Regions from separate parts of the Capsicum annuum genome. Here region 2 is linked to region 1. The links are chromatin contacts, called in public Hi-C maps. All regions are on one chromosome and are shown on one strand. The core of a region is the stretch at or near the end of the contact, and the rest is flanking DNA. Distances in the headings are between cores, read along the strand shown. Region 1 has its middle 56 kb from the start of LOC107874043. Region 2 overlaps LOC107872900 (a long non-coding RNA gene).

What was found. A called contact is a pair of places that touch in the nucleus more often than the background predicts.
Region 2: a Hi-C map of leaf shows a contact between it and region 1, with 3 times the contacts expected there. The contact joins two enhancer-like sites. A contact is called at or near these places in 2 of 5 Hi-C or Micro-C datasets (leaf and placenta).

What each region holds. Positions count from the first base shown.
Region 1 is chr6:182,570,166-182,572,904 of UCD10Xv1.1, reverse strand. It overlaps the pseudogene LOC107872901. Among protein-coding and RNA genes, the nearest start is that of LOC107874043, 56 kb to the right of the region's middle. Within about 2 kb of position 1,459, at least 2 of the 5 cell types and tissues checked have an H3K27ac peak or open chromatin away from gene starts, as enhancers often do. A contact at or near this core is called in leaf, where this site is marked.
Region 2 is chr6:182,725,554-182,728,519 of UCD10Xv1.1, reverse strand. It overlaps LOC107872900 (a long non-coding RNA gene), which reads right to left. Exons shown (of 3, transcript XR_001675018.2): 1 at 2,192-2,966; 2 at 1,937-2,107; 3 at 876-1,498. Among protein-coding and RNA genes, the nearest start is that of LOC107872900, 2.9 kb to the right of the region's middle. Within about 2 kb of position 1,284, at least 1 of the 5 cell types and tissues checked has an H3K27ac peak or open chromatin away from gene starts, as enhancers often do. A contact at or near this core is called in leaf, where this site is marked.

The DNA of each region.
Region 1 (2,739 bases), core at 210-2,709:
ACAAGAACATACTAAAATACCACAAAAACTTTATGAGATGTACATATACAGTTATTTCATATACATAAATCACTCAACACAGTAAATCACAACATTATGCCTGACATTATTCCAACACAAAGAAACAGACAATCTCATGTGTTCAACGCTATAACAATCTTCGTAAAACAACTTTAACATCAAGACAAAATTCACGCAACATTATACTGTAGTTAAAGTTGAACGATTAACAATCAAAAATTAAGTAAAAATATATCGTAACATAACTAAAATAAATACCTCCTTTTGTCTGAATGTTTTGCTCTGTAATTATAATCATGAGACACCACATATTTAGACATCACTGAAACAAGCGTCGATTTATCCTTATACATCTGTTTCACCTTCACGTCAATACGATTGTTATCACAAATCAAATGTTTAACTTCAAACTCCGACACATACAATGAATCTATATTCTATTTCGTTTTTTCATTCACCGGAGTGCCTTAAAAGAATTGCAATATTCATCTTGTTTAATACAAATAAAATCAATTTTTTTTTCAAGAGATCAAAATCAGTGATTAGATTGTTTGTGATTAATTTTCTTTTTATGTATTGTTGTTTTTCAAAATTTGACGTAGTATAGCTGTTACACAAATTAAGGGATGCAATAATTCATTATTAATGTTGCAGCATTAATTGTGTCTTAAATATAAGGAAAAATTTGTTATCTTCTACTAAAACGTTGGCAGAAGATTTTCATATACATAGCATCTATATCATTATATATATAGCATCTTTATATATATAATGGCTACGCTATATATATTAATCGGAAGAGAACAAATAAATTAGAAAGATGAGAGATAAGGTAAATAAGTCTAATCCTTCGGATTTGTGTTATAAATTATGTCGTACCAAAATCTAACAATGTTACTTGAACAATATTTTTCTTTCTTGCAAGAATTTGAAGATTTAGCCGAGATAAAATGTTAAAAACTTTCTACGTTCATTCATGGATCCTTTATTCATACTAATGCCATTCAAATTTATGTTTCACAATTTCATTATCCAAACTTTCGATGTCCAAGGGACCCTTTGGATGCACATCACTTCGAAGATTTCGTGGCCATCTGCTGCAATTCACCAGCTTAACTAGCATATGCACAAAATAACATATCCTTATTATCTCTACTAATTTTTCACTAGCAGAACTACTAATTTGTCTCACGAGAGAGACTATAACCACTTTCAGCCCCTGCATGTGCAACAAGAACAGCATGCAGAGAACAGACCGAAAACAAAAGTATAGCCAGATCTATAGAAATACAAAGATAACAGCATATCAAAGTTAAATCTTAACTGGCTCTCTTCACAAGCGTAGCACCACCAAATGTCGATATGTTCCCCAGGTTAAACAGAAAACAAAACATACAAAACTCCTACATACTCTTCTATGAGAAAATATTGTCCAACTAACACCCCCCAAGCCAAATCAGGTCCCATCTTTACGACGGCCAACACGAGCAACAGAACCAGCCTTGATGGGAGCAACTGATCTTCCAGACCCACACTGCAAGAAAATAAACAACCAAAACGACTTTACATGAGAAACAAACAATATAATCCCAACTTGTTTTTCCATTTACCCTTTTCAGGTTGGAAGAAAGAAAAAGGCAAGAGGGAAAAATGCAAACAATTTTGAAAGGTGATCCTTTGAAAACAAGAAAGCAGTCATTTTCCTACCTCCTTTTTGAGGTAAAAAGAATGCGGACAATATTCACCACTATTTCATACTACAGCATTCTTGTTCAATTCTTCACCGCTTTCTGCTATGCCTCTTGCAGCTCTTCTTACGGCTAGTCCGCTCTTCAGCATCAGACTCAGAATCTGTGTATGAATCAGAGGACTCAGATGTTGAGCTGTATTTCCGGTGTCTTCTCATCTTCTGCTACTGCTTCTTTTTCTGACTCTTCCTCCTCCTCCTCTTCCTCTGAATCAGTTGAACTATAGCTTGAGTCACTCCCAGAAGAATAATCTGACCGTATGACTAATGATGCCTCACTGTCAGATTCGAACACTGAAGCCTCACTATCACTCCCTGACTCTGTATCTGAATTATGCTTCCTCTTACTCTTCTTAACAGATTTTTCACTCTTCATCTCCTTCTCAATATCTGGGTTTTCTAGATCATAAGATATTGATACTTTCATCCTCAACTTCGGATTTTTCAGCTGCTGCGTACGAGATGGTCGTGATATATACACACCCTCTCATTCTTGCACTCATAAGTCCAGTGCCCTGTCTGGAAACATTTTTGACATTGTGACGCAGCACCAAGCGTGGAACCTGAAACCTTGTCTTTCCTTTCACCCAGTCTCACCTGTTTCTCAGTACTCATTAAATACATCTGCCTCTTAGCTTCTTTTCTTTCCTGCCATCGACTGGGTCCTTCTTCCTTCTGGCCATATGCATTGACATTTCTAGCAGCAGCACGCTCAGCTTGAGCACGACTCAAACTCTTAGCAGCTGACAGGGCTGCAGCTTTAATCCGTTCTGCTGCATCCTGAGCACCACCTTCTTCATTTTTAAAGGATGCCATAATCTTCGCTCTCAATAAACAAGAGTCCCCTCTTTGAGTTTATCTTAGTCTATACCAGTATCCTGGACAAGAACAACACAAAGATATTAGCTTGCTAAATACATAACCAAATACCAGCCAGAACATTAACGGCAATGAAAGTACATTCTTGCAAG
Region 2 (2,966 bases), core at 35-2,534, 160 kb before region 1:
AGAAAAATTTGAACAAGATGCAAAATTTGAAAAAACTTTATTCATATTATTTTTTGACATATACCTTAACCAATAGTGCAATAGTTTTCCTTTATATTGAAATTAAATAATTTGAACAAGAAGAAAATTTATCTCCCAAAAAACTAAAAAAGAAAAGACTGATAATTAAAACTAGATAAGCTCTTTGTAGAAACTTTTAGATGACTTAATTTGAGAATATATAGATCTTCTTACTCTCTACCAAGCACCTCAAGGCTATTCAGTGAAGGATCCTGTAACATGAAACAAGTCTTAAGGGAGAAAAGAATAAATTTCTGAAGTTATTTACACAACTTATGAATAGAAATTAGATTGAACCTAAAAGATGGAATATATGAAGTATTTTATAGAGTTAAATTATGAAGGAGAGAAACAGATCCTGAATGAGTAACTTTGACCTTGTGGGAGTTAGGAAGAGTCACTACAAAAAACTGATCAAATTACGGGGGTTAATTTTACGGTTTGTAGGGGTTTTAAAATCCTGCAAAATATAATTTCAGCGGTTTCCAAAATCCCCAAAATATGAGCCGTCACAAACATTTTGAGGCGATTTTTTTTCGACCTCCATAATTAATTTGCGAGGGTTATTTTGCGGCGGTTACAACCCCCGTAATTAATTTGCGGCGGTTATTAACCCCCGTTATTCTAAATTTATTTTTTTATAATAAATTTTTATTTAAAACTAGCGGGGGTTAAAACCTCCGCAACTATTTTTGTTTTAAAATTTATAGAGCCCATCAATTTTCAATAACGAATTATAAATTTTAATTTTAGCTCAAATTTAATTATTCCTTTAAACATTGTAATTGACAAACATATCAAAAGTACATTGATCATTAAACTTCAAAATTAAATTTTTAACATTAACATTTTCAAACTCCAAATTTTCAACATTAACTAGTATCTTCAAACTCTAAAATCAAATTTATACACAAAAACTTCAATATTCTAAGATCCACTCCAACCACACAATTACATCATCATAATTGAATATCCAACACAAATACAACGAAATCAAAGAATGTCATTAGGATCATTATCATCATGTGATTTCCTTGCATCCATGGGAGAAACAGGTCTACTAGCCGCATCACCACCAAAACTGGGGTGTCCGGTGGCACATCCCAAGTTCATGAGATGACCCTCGGCCAAGACAACGATGCCATTGTTGGTGTCTGGGAAGACCCATCTGTAGGTTTGAGGTTTGATTGAGATCCTCTTCACACCAGGAAAGGTCTCAAGACCATGCATGTCGATTTCGCTGTCAAGTGACCAACATTGCAGACAATGGCGTTGTTCTTCATCTTCCTCATATGGTCAACCATGATGATGTCCTTTACAGAGTAGTCCTTATTAAAGAGACTTACAAACGGCGGATATGCTCATCTACTGGTTTCACAAGCAAAAATTGTGTGGTTGTTGGAACTTGAGACCCAAATTCTCGAACAGGTGCTGCTATCTGTGAAATGCAGAAACAACATCCATCAGAATAGACCATTAATACAAGCTGTAAACATTCCAACTACCCATTAATCTAGTGTTTTTTTTACCACCTTTCACCTTTCACCCATTACATAATCTCTTCTAAGGCAATCTAACACACCATAATCTCAATATTTTAAGTGGAGAAGGGTTCGTGGAATTGCAATTATCACTTTGCTAAGCTTTAACAAACAGTTTCTTAACATCTTCAATGCATCTCTTGATTTTTGGTGATTATAATTATATATACAGTGTGCATGGAGCACTTGACACCAGTAGCCATACACTTTCAAGAAAAAACGAAACATAAATAGAACCCACAAAACCAAACTTGCACGCATTACAACCAAATTCAACGCAACCAAAGAAGAACACTTGAATGACACCTAAGAGCTAATACTTACATGATGCATACCTAATTTGTCCCCCAAGCCTTAAAGCTTTGCTTATTGGCAAGAGAAAATTCCCCTGAGAATCCTAAAAGATTATTTTGATGATGCACATGATATGTGCTTTTTCTGTTTAGCTGCTCAAGTTTCTGTTGAACTATTGGCTTTAATTCCTCAGCCACAGCATTTAGTAATTTCTTGAGATCAAATATAAAAAAGTCTGATTAGGTAAAGCTTACATATGAACATGGAGGAAAAGTATCGAATGACGAGTGTTTTACCTTTTTCAAATAAATTTTGTTGGTGTGCAATGATGCCCGATAATCTCGATGACATGATATTGTCTCAAAGACCAAACTTAAACAGCAAAAAACAACAATTTAAATACATACTTCAGGCGCATCCTTCCATCTTCTTGTATCCATATGCCATGCAATTGACTCTCGGAGTTAATTTGATAGAAATGGTGGGCCCCAATGGCCCATGAAGAAACGCAAAGCGAGATTGAATCCATTTTTGGACTCGAGGCAAGTGGTACATGTAAAGAAAAGGGTAAGGATTAGAACCTGATAAAAGAGAAACTGATGCTATTAATGTTGGAAAAAATAGAAAATAATCTAAAATGCTCCGAAAAGCAAGATATCTCAAAGAAAACACAAGAAAATAAAGTCTTTTATCTTACCCTTTTGACAAATTAAAATCGAACTTCTATTAGAGAGAAACTTGACTTCACATAAAGGTATATTTAGGAGTAAACTTATCACGATCTTCAATCACAAATAAGTTAATTCTATGATAGGAATAGGCATGTTCAAATAACTCAAACCATCCTAATTGAAACACAACAATTCACACTAGAAACATAGTCTGTTCTGCCATGCAAAAAAGCGACGAGGCAGTCAAAACAACTTCTTACAAACTGCAACAACACATAGGATCCTACGTGCAGAATAGGTGCAGCGAGGAAAAGAGAGCAGACCGGAACCCATAATTCATCATTTTGCAAAGAGTAAATCAAGTAAAATTCTACACTATCCTAAATGAGATCATCAAGAG